Regions from separate parts of the Gossypium hirsutum genome. Here regions 1 and 2 are each linked to region 3. The links are chromatin contacts, called in public Hi-C maps. All regions are on one chromosome and are shown on one strand. Each heading gives the region's core, a stretch centred on a gene start, on an enhancer-like site or on the middle of the called end of the contact. The rest is flanking DNA. Distances are from core to core; before and after follow the strand shown. Region 1 holds the start of LOC107945472 (trihelix transcription factor DF1). Region 2 holds the start of LOC107945477 (chaperone protein dnaJ C76, chloroplastic). Region 3 holds the start of LOC107945475 (F-box/LRR-repeat MAX2 homolog A).

Region 1 (4,197 bases), core at 881-3,380, 140 kb after region 3:
TATTTATAAATTTAATTTAAAAGATATAATACAATAATTTCAAGTATATTTAATAACAATAATTTAATCATAAAAAACTTTAATCATCCAAATATCATATATATTATAATTTAATAAAAAAATCTTAGTTTAAAAGAAACCTTAAAGTAATAATATTTTTTATAAAATAATATTACCAAAAATCAATCAACAAAGGAGAAAAACATACCACATAAGAATTATATAAATTTACTTGTATAATGATTACTCATAATACGCAAAGCCTCAATTGAAAACTGAAATAATAATTACTCTAGAAGGCAATCGACAACTGCTTGAGTAGCAAATTTGAGTAACCGACTATTGCATTGGTTGTTACATAAAAGGGGAAAGGCTTGGTGAAAGGGAAAAATTTTTGTGACTTATGGAGAAAAACAATTAAAAGAGAATTATTCTAAAATAAGTAGACAAAGAGTAAAGAATAAAAAAAATATAAAGAGCAATAGAGAATATATTTTATTGATCAATAGAGATATTTACAGAACTTTCTTAAAGTTTTTATTTATAAGCATAAGATGTATAAATGAAGTAGAGAACTACTTTTAATGACTATTAAAATTTAAAATACATCAAGACCTTTCTTGATCTTGATGGATATTCAATTAATAATATATTCATAACAAATAAGAATTAATAAGTTTTTTTTATTAAATTGAAAGGTGAAATAAATTATAATGCAAAGCCAATTACTAGTTCCCAAGCATTTAATACAGATTTAATACAGGCGATGAGAATTTATTTTTGGTGGCTGATTTAATAGAAGCAAATTACAGAATATGGAAGACTGAGCTTATTACCAGATTGTTTCCCCCTGAGATTGCCACGGCCATCTGTTGTATTCCACTATCTGAATATGTTGACGATGATGTGCCAGTTTGGAAAGGAGAACATACATGACTTTACACAGTCAGGAGTGGCTATCAAATGTTAACCTATGCCTCTGATTATACAGACTCTACCCAAGGTAATATTGACTTTTACAAAAAAATTTGGTCTCTCCAAATCACTCCCAAAAATAAGATAGCAAATTGGAGAATAATACACAATTTTATTCCTACAGCATCTATACTTTACAATAGAAGACTTGCTATTTCCCCTATGTGTCCCCGCTGTAATATTGAAGCTGAGACTCCGCTACATATAAGCACACGGTGTGGCCCTGCACAGGAAGTTTGGAGACAGGTTAATCTTGAATGGACTCTATCTGGTAACCATGAGGACTACTGGAGCTGGTTTACTCACCTAATGAGATCGAGTGACACCACGCCTGTTTTACCATCGCCATTACAATTTGGGGTTTGTGGTATGCTCGTAATAGACATGTCATGGAAGGGAAACAACAACATGCACTAGAAATTAGTGCCAAAGTTATCAGCCTTGTTCGTGAACTCAAGGAGTTCAGAGCGAAATTACCCGAGGCAAGGATAACGATGAAGCAAAGCTGGACCCCCCCGACGGATCCGATGCTCAAGCTTAACTTTGATACTGCTTTTCATGCCCAAAGCCGACAGTCTTCTTCTGGTTTTGTTGTTAGGAACGCCCAAGGCCAGGTTTTGGGAAGTGGTATGGTACGGAACAATTTTGTCTCTGATCCTTTCATGGCTGAAATGCTTGCTTGCCTCGGATGGTCTGCGATTTGCCACTGACATGGGTTTCAAGAATTTAGTGGTTGAAGGGGACTCAAGATCTACTATTGTGCGTATTACTGAGATGGGTAGGGATAGATCTGCAATTGGGGTTTATGTTGAAGAAATTAAGCAAAGAGCTAGAATGTTTGATAAAATAATTTTCAGATCTATTGATAGGAACGCGAATCGGGTGGCCCATATTCTAGCTAAAGCAAGATCTACTTTCAATGAAGACCGATTTTGGGTAGAGGATGTACCTGATATGGCTGTGTTGGTGGTGAAGGCTGACTGCCCGATCCCAGTTGCGCCGGATTAAGGTTTTTCCGTCCTCAGCTAGGGCTCCTTCATGCTTCAATTTGGAGCTTCCTTACACTCTTTTGTATTTAGTTTTGAAACCCTGGTTTTTGCCTTTTCTTTTCTTTATCTCCTATCCCAGGAAACCGAGGCTAATGGGTATCTTTATTTATTGCGCACCGTTTTGTTTAGCTTCTTTAATAACTGTGCCTCGGTATTATTCAAAACAATTATTCTATTTAAATTAAAACAAAGTAATATTACTTTCTTAAAAGAATAGTTTTAAGTGATTTTATAATAAAAAACTCAAACTTATAATAATATAATGAAAGAAGTATAATTCTATCACAAATAAAAAAAATCATCACATAAAATTTATAAAACATATTTTATATAATTATAAACAATATTAGATTATAAAACACATGAATGAAAATAGGATTATGTAGTATATATTTATAAAAAGTTTAATATTTAATTGAATGGTAAAATAAAAATGTTTAGAGTGGGATTTAAAATTTGAATTATTGTGCCTGAAATAAATTAATTAGGAAATATCAAAGGAAAATAATCAGCTTGGTTTTTGCCCCACACAATGCACCGCAGCAACTCTTCTCCCCATCTTATCTTATCTTTTCTAGAGAAACCCTAATTCACCTCTGCCTTTCTTACCTACTTAACCCAATAAAATGGTAGAATTCTGAAGGGAAAGAAAAACTTCACCTTAAACAGAAAAAAAGAATCCTTCCTTCAACTCTAAAATATTTACTTTTTCCATATCTCCAAGGAAGCCCCAATTAAAATTTCACAGTTTTTTTTTTTGGGGGGGGGCTTTGGGGCTGTAAACTATTTTACTGAACTGCTATTCGTGATGATGGAAAATTCAAGTTTCCCAGAAAGTAATACAGTCGGCGACAACGTCAGCTTAGAGAATGAAGAGGAAGCTAAGGTGAAAAATGAAGAGAGTGAAGGGAATTTTTCAGGGAACCGTTGGCCAAGGCAGGAGACTTTAGCTTTGTTAAAGATAAGGTCTGAAATGGACGTTGCTTTTAGAGACTCTGGTGTCAAGGCTCCTCTCTGGGAAGAAGTTTCCAGGTTTCCTTCCTTTCCTTTTCTTCTCAACCATGTTTGATTATTTTTGAAGTAGGAAAATGTTGGGTCCTCCACTGAAAAAGTGGGGAAATTTTGGGTTTTTGCTTAGCTTGGGATATTGATTTCCTTCTAGTTCAATTATACTGTAAATGCAGTAAAAACGTTTTATGGGTAAAAAACAAGTCTTTTTTTAAAAACTACTTTGTTTCCATTACACTCTCGAAGTTCAGTAATCTTAACAATCTTTTAAATTTTTTTACTTTTATTACATTATTGTCAAGTTAAAGTAATTGATTTCGAGGTGCAATAATGGGATTCCTTTATCAGGAAATTGGCTGAGCTCGGGTACAATAGAAGTGCCAAAAAATGTAAAGAGAAATTTGAGAATGTTTACAAATACCATAGGAGAACCAAAGAAGGTCGGTCTGGAAAATCAAACGGCAAGAATTATAGGTTTTTTGAGCAATTAGAAGCATTGGATCATCATCCTTCCTTGGTTCCACCTGCCAGTGGAGATATTAACACTTCAGTAGAGCCTTTGAATGTTATCCATGATGCTATTCCATTTTCTGTCCGAAACCCAGCTTCGAATTTCAATGAAACTTCTACCTCAACGACTTCTTCGTCTAGTAAGGAATCGGATGGGACAAGAAAGAAAAAGAGGAAACTGACAGACTTTTTCGAGAGATTGATGAGGGAAATGATGGAGAAGCAAGAGAATTTGCAGAAGAAGTTTATAGAGGCAATAGAGAAGTCTGAGCAAGATAGGATGTCTAGAGAGGAAGCATGGAAGGTACAAGAATTGGCTCGACTTAAGAGGGAACGCGAGCTATTGGTGCAAGAGAGATCGATTGCAGCTGCTAAAGATGCTGCTGTGCTGGCATTTCTACAGAAGTTTTCGGATCAAACGACCTCAGTGCAATTGCCTGATATCTCATTCCCAGTTGAGAAAGTTGTTGATAGGCAAGAAAATAGCAATGGTAGTGAGAGTTATATGCACCTAAGTCCCTCTCGTTGGCCTAAAGATGAAGTGGAGGCTTTGATAAGACTGAGGACTAATCTTGATATGCAGTATCAAGACGCTGGACCTAAAGGCCCTCTGTGGGAGGAGATATCAACAGCCATGAAAAAGCTTGGCTACGAT
Region 2 (4,450 bases), core at 1,894-4,393, 220 kb before region 3:
GAGTGACTGGTTCTTACTTACATTAACTCTTTCTACCCTGCGCATTTCATCTTCAAGCAATGATAATTGTGCCGCAGAAGTCCAATGGATGCAATCAACTGGGCTAAATAACACAAGACAATGTTGATCAGCAATCATGTCATGTAAATCATGTAAACCCTTTAACTTTACTACAAGCAATATAAAATTCAAATTTTAGTTTCACGCAAATGTTTCGGTTGATTGCTCCAATAATTGATTGTATTTAACCAGAGATTACTTATATCGCTACAAGAAAATGTTGACCATTATATCAGGAATACATAACTAATGTAATCAATAAGAGGAAGAAAAGGTAGTAAAACAGAAGAAGAAATCATGGTTGAAAAGTTCATCTTTCCAGAATTCCTTCCTTTGCTTATCTGATATGTTAATAGTTATGGAAACAGTGTAATAATTCAGACAAGTCAACCGAAGGTCTGAAATTTTCTCATGAATGTGCTTCATCAGGATTCCCATGTAATATCGAATTTGATGGTTTGAACTTTATGTTAATCATAGCTTTGGAACATGACTTCACACCATTTCCTTAGTTGATCATAAATGAACATCAAACAACTCTAAAGTTTCTCTTACCAAGGGGGCTATTAGCCTACTTATAAGATTGATAATCGTAAAAATGAACTGGATAAATTGTTAAGCAAGTTGAAAATGGTGGCAGGGCACTGCTGATAAGATGCAAAAGAAATCACCGGAAGATAAAACATATGAGATAAGAAGCATAAAGCAGTTTCCAGCTGACTATATTTTGCATACTTAAAGTAAGGTGAATGATATAATGACATTAGTATACCCTGAAGCAAATACCTACCAACTGTCTATTGCCTCTTGCACTAGTTCAGGATTCCCAAACTGACTATGAACTCTGGCTCGTCCAAAGTCTTCTTCAATTCTAAACACATCACAGGCAACATTGGCACAATTTTTGCAGCCTGTGAAGGAAAAAAAATCATCTTATAGGTGTCAGTTTAGAATCTTAGACTGGTAGCGGTGAAGTTATGCCTTTGTAGGTACTTCCTTCCAATCACAAGTAGTGTAACTTTAGCTACAGTTATTGTTTCCATATGAAAACTTTTTAAAAACTTTTAGAGAAAAGTATCCTAACAGCTAATCTGCTCAAATTACAGGCACCTCTACTAGGTTGTAGTTAAGAAAGACCTATGTTACACTCAAACTGAATGTTAGTATAAGTGTCCAATACATGTATACCCATTTTTTAAATCAGTTTTTCTATATATCATCAGGATCATACCTATACAGGCATGTCTGAAAACATGTGTACCTAAGGGAATATGAAAAGTCCAGAAAAAATAAAGCAAGACATAACCTTGATCAAATGTGGCTGAAATTTTGTACATGCTCCAATTCTTTATGTGCAATCAATATGCATTTAGAAATGCCAAAATTTCTAAGTTCAAAGGAGATCATTATCATTCTGTATATCAGAGGAGTGGTTTAAGACACTTGGGTTATAAATTAATAATCATTAACAACTAATTATGAATGTCAACCAGAAAAAATCAATGTTTTCAAAACCATATCACTTAAAGAACTGGTATTAATGAAATTTCTGGTTGAAACAGTTCAACCGGATGGTTCAAATGATAAAGATAAATTGTATTTTATTTGAAATACTTTGAACATAATTTCTTGCACTTTTATTTTTCTGATTCCTTTTGGTTCTTTCTAGCTTGTCATAATTCTGGTTAAATATATAAGATTGAACCGTCTAATCTACCAGTTTCCGGTTGCACTAGTTGAACTGGTTGATCTGATATGTTTTTAAATCATAAAGAAAAACCTAGAAATGTAAGCAAAGCTCATACCTATGCAACTAAACTCGTCGACAAATACATGGTCTCTTGGGGCGGAATCATCCATGAAAGGATTCATTGCAGTCAACGCATAGCCATGAATTTCATCATAAACCGTGCGCTGTACGGGGTCACTGAGAACCTGCAAAGCAATAGTTACATTGTAGCAGTAGGCAAATAAACATTTACATAATACATAAAGTTCATTCTGAATGGGAACACACCCCATAGACCTCATTGATGAACATGCAGAAATTTGTAGTCTCTGGATCATTGCCACTTAGGTCTGGATGACAAGCCTTCATGCAATTATAATAAGCCTTTTTTATCTCCTCTGGTGTTGCGTCCGGAAGCTAAGTAAATATGGCAAACAAATTTAGATTTCTGAGATTGAATCACGACAAAAGTCAAATTAAAATTACCTTGACATGATAATATATAGATTCCAAGTAGCTATGGCTATGATGAATATCCATTAAGCAACATCACTTGCAAACATAAAGTTTTTATAAATATCAATTACTGCTTATCCATGCAATGATTCTACAAAATCACTTTAACAGTCAGATTCACTCCCTAACAAATCGATAAATTTGAAAGAAACAAGCAAGAATTACTAATCTCAAAATAAAACCAAAAGAAAACACGACTAAAGAAATGTTCTGCCCCATAGTTCATCATTAAGAACCCAAATAGTTGCACACTTCAATTTTCTGTTTTTAACTTCTAACTACATAATAATCATAAAATAGAAAAGTACAAGTGAGAAGAAATGTGAAAAGAATTACCAGACCAAGAACAGCATAATAATCATCGGCAAGAGAATCAGTAGATGCAGAATTTCCAGAAGCAACCTTGACTCTGCCACAACCTCTCCTTTGACCACCATGACCCATCAAGCTCCAAGAAGCTCCAGTCTTAGCATAGGCCTTCCATGAGCTTCTTCTGCTCATATTTAAAGATGGGTTATGGATTTTAAGAGTATCTGTATATACAGGAGAGAGTAGCTGAGCCATTGGTGCATGCAAATTTAGTGTTTTAGTTGTTTGTTTGTTTAGTTAGCTTTGAGACAGAGGCAGAGTAGCAGAGGGGAAGGGAAAGGCATGTCGTTACTTAATATAGTAGAAAATTTAGAGGAGGAAATTCAGGCGTGGAATGGTGAAATGCTGAGATGGCAAAAGGAGAGCCATTTGGTTTCCATGAATTTAGAGGGACCGAAGTTGAATCTAGAGACTGGAGAGTAAGTTTAGCACGTGTCGGCCTGTGTATAATTCTTGCCTGCCTGCCTCCCTCCCTTCCAATCCTACATTATTTTATTTGGATTTTTGTTTTTTAAATGATTTATTTTTTATATTTACGCGAAATATTAATACAAAATTATAATACTTCAGATATATTCACAAAACACTTTTCAAGAGCTTTTTTTTTTCCTCTGGTTATTATTTTGCACTGAAAAAAATCTGGAGCTCCTTTGGTCTGGTATTCTAAGGGCTACTTTGGCATTATCATTGGTTAAAAAGTCGTTTTAAAAAATTTGGTTTGAAAAAAATATATATTTAAAAGTGTTGTAGCAAAATGCAATAAGAAATGTGATTTAAATTACTATTTGATATTACTTTAAAAAGTTATAATTAAAGTTAAAATGTCTATTTAAGATATGATATTAAAAATTAAAAAATAAATATATTTAAATAATTTAATATAATTATATATGAAATATACATAAAAAAATTTAATAATTAATAAATTGTTTGTAAATTTAAAGCTACAAAAAATATTTTAAAAATTAAAATACAATAATAAATGTTATTTAGTGATAAATAAAATTTAAATTAATCTATATTTTTAAATATATTTTAACTAGTTAATATAAACAAAGGTATTTTAATAAATTGAGTTTGAAAATGCAATTGGCAAAAACTAAAAAACCTAAATTCCAATTTTATGCATTTAGATTGAAAAACATATTTCCACCTCATTATTAATCTTAGAAGTCAAGTGTTTGGCGGTGTTTATGTGGTTAAAAAAATAGTTTTTGATCTCATAAGCAATCCCGAGCGAGGCCTAAGTCCTTCTCTGACAACCTATGGGTTGCATAGGGGCAGCATTAGAGGGGGCAAGTAAGGGCTCTGACCCCCCTCAAATGGAAAAATTATGTTTTAACCTCTTTAAGATCTGAAAAATTACAAGTCAATAAAATGTTAAAATTGAATTTTAGCCCTTTAAAATGATAAAATGATGATTTAATTCTTCTAGAAATTATAAATTTATAAGCTTGCAATGAAAAAAAATTACATTTTATCTCTCATAAAAATTTTAATTTAATTTCGGCCTCCTCCAAAAATTATTTTGGCTTTGTCCCCGGTGTCACCAATTTTGTTTCTTGAATGACATGCCTCAAGTGACAATGAAAAAGCCCCCCAACTAGTTTCTTCCCATTGAAGATCAACGGTTTGATCATTCATGTATCCATACCTCACTTTTACAATCTCATAATTAACATTAAGAGAATCTCTCACTAGAATGATAGTATAAAAACTTAACTTTAAAGCAAAATGAAGTGCTTAGATCAACGCATATGCCTTCGTTACAAAAGA
Region 3 (3,999 bases), core at 1,003-3,502:
TTTAATTGAGCTATGAATTCCATTGTTGCTAGTAAAGTCATGCTATACACAAGTCATGTACCCAACATACTGGCTATGGGCTCAATCATCTTTAGAGCATAAGCCTCCACTTATATCAAAGCACATGAGTTAAATACGCATGGTCAGTAACTAACTCAATATTTCACACCATGAATGTCATGAGCGAATTAATTCACAAACAGATTCAGAATTAATTCATCTTGGGTCCAGCCCAATGTATCATTCTACCAATGAATACATCTATGTCTCTACTCGTGGAGTCAACTGCTCCGATAGCCAAGACTAGTCATCTCCCCAATTGGAATTGTAGATGACATAATAATCCTTTTCAGTATTTGAATCAAATGTTCACTTTGATTCTTTTACGAGATTACAGACTTATTTAGATTATCTAATGAAGTAAGTTGTCTTTCTCGCAATGTAAACATTCTTACAATGCCACTTATCTTCAGTTTCAATTTAGACAATTAATGAGCTAATATTTGTTTGTCACAATTTCACTATGCATGCAAAATATAAAAAACAGAAATACAAAATACATAATAGTGGAATGTGAAACTAACTTTATTTATTCATCGTTCAAATAAATAGAAAACAGTTACATGTTTACTACAATATGGGCACATTTCCCAATAGAGCATTACCCATGTTATTATCAAGTTTAATGACATGCCCAATCGTCTACCCAATACTCATTAAAATACTCTTCTAGTACAAAAAGCAAAGGAGACCCGAAAGTCGTATCTAAGCAACTACGTTAGACGGGTATGGTTGGCTAGTTGAGAAAGATTCTGACCAGGGTTGGATCGTTAAATACTGTCCAAAAACAATCCAAGGTCCTTCTATTAGAGCTCGGATATAGTTTGATTCCTCTTAGAATTTTATCATGAAATAATCATTCTTTAAATCCATAATTTTGACCGAAGTTGATGGCTTTCATAGATGATAGATCTTATTCGAGAGAGTTTGAAACCCTATTTTCTTGCCCAATAAGTGGACCACGACCATGGGAGACAGACTCTGATATAATATCTAGTGAAATCAATTGCGGTTTCCATCCCCATCCACTACCATAAGATGGTTGTCTTCCCTCGCATCATTACAATGCATACGAACTTTCTTGGTAGCTTTGTCTTCCAGAAAAGTCAACAAAGAAGAAATCTCCATAACTTGCTTTTTGTTTTTATTAGTTTATAGTTAACTCATGATTAAAACATGTCACATTGCGTTAAAATTTTAATGAAATACATATCATTCTTCCTTTTAATTTTTATTTCAAATTTAGTTATGACTCTTTATTTTTTTAATATTTTATAATTAGAGATGATAAAACTCAAACTATTTTATAGATTTCAATTCAATCATACTAAATAAAGTGATTTAAAATTATACATCTATAATATAGCAGGACGAATAATACAACAAAGCGTATTAATTATAAAATAGTAGTTGATTTAACATCATCCCTTCCGTCCTGTTTTATTCGCATTAATAACTACAAAATTCCAAGTTGTTGCAATTCATAAAAGGCATTTAAGTTTAATGAAATGGTAAACTTACATGTACGTACAGACAAAAAGAATTCCAACCTTTTTTTTATTGTTTTAATTAGAAATCCAGCAAAACTAGAAAAAGATAAAAAGGAAATAGGAGCTGAGTAGAAGAAAAAGAGTAGGGGTAAAATCTTGGATGTGGGTTCCACAAGCACGTGGCATTGTCCAAGGAAATTAAATTTAGGAAAGTTTTTACCTTGTCTCCGTAGAGACATGGGAAAAATATGACAAGCTGGTGTTAATACACGTTTTGGATGATAATCGTTTTTAATTGAGGTTTGATTTCTTTTATCAAAATTAAATTTTAAATTTGACGAAATTTGAATCTTGTTTTATCTAAGTTAATTTTTGATATTTTATTAAAAATCTTAATATTCAAATTTAAATTTGAAAATAATTATCAAATTTAAAATTAAATTTGTTAAAGAATTTAGACATTAATATAAAAGTAATTGTTAATTTCAAGTTTTAAGGTGAAAATAATTATTAAATTGACTAATTAATTTCAACAAAAATTTTAGATCCACTGAAAAAGTATTTCCCTAGTAATTTAACCAAAAAAAAAAAAGACAGCAATGTCAAACCAACGCCCAATGCAGTGCCAGGATGGATTTGGGTCTAGTCTTAGACAACGTGGCCTTCCCAATCAGCGACAAGACAAAACTCTCTCACCAGTACTTTCATTTAGTGTACTGTTATCCACATCCCATCCCCATCTCCAGTCCCAAATGCCATTTTAGTATTTATCCAAACTTTAAAGCTTTAACCAGAAACCAACCTTCTCTCTCACTCACTTCATTCAAACCAAATTTCTTCGTCAAAATCTGGCTTATCTCTCAAATTCAATCTATAACTTGAATCAAATCAAACTCACCCACCCAAACATTACTCACCCTAACACCAAATGGCCACCATTAACGATATCCCCGACGTTATTCTATCGAACATCTTTGCTTCTATTTCAGATACCCGAACCCGGAACTCTCTTTCCCTTGTCAGCCGTAAGTTTATGCTTCTTGATAGGGCGACGCGCGTCTCTCTCACTCTCCGCGGTAACGCAAGGGACCTTTTCATGATCCCGACCTGTTTCAGATCCGTCTCTGACTTGGACCTCTCCTTCCTCTCCCCATGGGGCCACCCGCTTCTTTCTTCTCCGTTGTCTGATACTGATCCTCAGCTTTTGGCCCATCGCCTCCGCGTAGCGTTCCCTGCGGTCACGTCCTTGACGGTCTACGCTAGATCGCCGTTGACGATCAAGATTTTGGTTCAACAATGGCCTGGGTTGAAGCGTGTGAAGTTGGTTAGGTGGCATCAACGGCTGGCTTCGTGGCCAATCGGTGAAGACTTTGTTTGTTTGTTGGAGCAGTGCGAGAATCTGAATTGGCTTGATTTGTCCACTTTTTATTATTGGACTGAAGATCTGCCCCCGGTTCTTCAAGCTTGCCCCAAGGTATCGGCCTCGTTAGTCCACTTGAATTTGCTAACGACGTCGTTTGCTGAAGGGTTTAAGTCTCAGGAAATTAAGGAAATCACCACGGCTTGTCCTAACTTGAAGAACTTCTTGGTGGCTTGTAACTTTGATCCTAGGTACATTGGGTTCGTCGGAGATGAGACCTTGTTAGCTGTGGCTAATAATTGTCCTAAATTGACGCTTTTGCATTTGGCTGATACGTCCTCACTGACTGACGTTCGAGGTGATCCGGATAATGAGGGATTTACTTCGGAGGATGCTATGGTTACCAAAGGGACGCTGGTGGAATTCTTCTCTGGCTTGCCGCTGCTTCAAGAGCTTGTGCTTGATGTTGGAAGGAACGTCAGGGATACTTCCATGGCATTGGAAATGTTGAATTCTAAATGCAAGGATTTGAGAGTGCTCAAGTTGGGGCAGTTTCATGGGATATGTCTGGCGAATGAATCTCAGCTTGATGGGATTGCCTTGTGTTCGGGTCTGGAAGAGTTGTCTATTAAGAATTGTGGGGATTTGACGGATATGGGATTGATTGCAATTGGGAGAGGGTGCTCTAAGCTGTCCAGGTTTGAAGTTCAAGGATGCAAAAGGATTACGGAGAAGGGTCTTAGGACAATGGCTTGCTTGCTAAGAAATACTTTGGTCAAAGTCAAGATTTCTTGTTGCAAGAATCTTGATGCTGCAGCTTCATTGAGATCTGTGGAGCCAATCCGTGATCGGATTCAATGGCTGCATATTGACTGTGTCTGGAACGGATGGGAGGAGATTGGGAATTCCGAGCCGGTTGGTCTTAGTTTTTGGCACAACCAAGTGGAGGAACCATCCAGTTTATTTAGCTTAATGGGGAGTGAGTATGATCATGAAATGAGAAGGAAGAAATGCAAATACTCCTCTGACGTGAGTGATGGTTACATTCTGGAAAACAACGGATTTTGGTGCAAGAAATGGGATAGGTTG

The links. Hi-C and Micro-C count contacts between places; a contact is called where the count stands out from the background.
Region 1: a Hi-C map of leaf shows a contact between it and region 3, with 1.8 times the contacts expected there. The contact joins the promoter of LOC107945472 here to the promoter of LOC107945475 in region 3. A contact is called at or near these places in 3 of 34 Hi-C or Micro-C datasets (leaf and petal).
Region 2: a Hi-C map of leaf shows a contact between it and region 3, with 3 times the contacts expected there. The contact joins the promoter of LOC107945477 here to the promoter of LOC107945475 in region 3. A contact is called at or near these places in 4 of 34 Hi-C or Micro-C datasets (callus and leaf).

Annotation. Positions count from the first base shown.
Region 1 is chrD12:32,791,199-32,795,395 of Gossypium_hirsutum_v2.1, forward strand. It overlaps LOC107945472 (trihelix transcription factor DF1), which reads left to right and starts at 2,131. Exons shown (of 2, transcript XM_016879493.2): 1 at 2,131-3,056; 2 at 3,381-4,197. The coding sequence starts at 2,833.
Region 2 is chrD12:32,432,506-32,436,955 of Gossypium_hirsutum_v2.1, forward strand. LOC107945477 (chaperone protein dnaJ C76, chloroplastic) reads right to left here and starts at 3,144. Exons shown (of 9, transcript XM_016879497.2): 1 at 2,642-3,144; 2 at 2,078-2,206; 3 at 1,866-1,995; 4 at 851-971; 5 at 22-103. The coding sequence starts at 2,869.
Region 3 is chrD12:32,654,458-32,658,456 of Gossypium_hirsutum_v2.1, forward strand. It overlaps LOC107945475 (F-box/LRR-repeat MAX2 homolog A), which reads left to right and starts at 2,253. Exons shown (of 1, transcript XM_016879495.2): 1 at 2,253-3,999. The coding sequence starts at 2,479.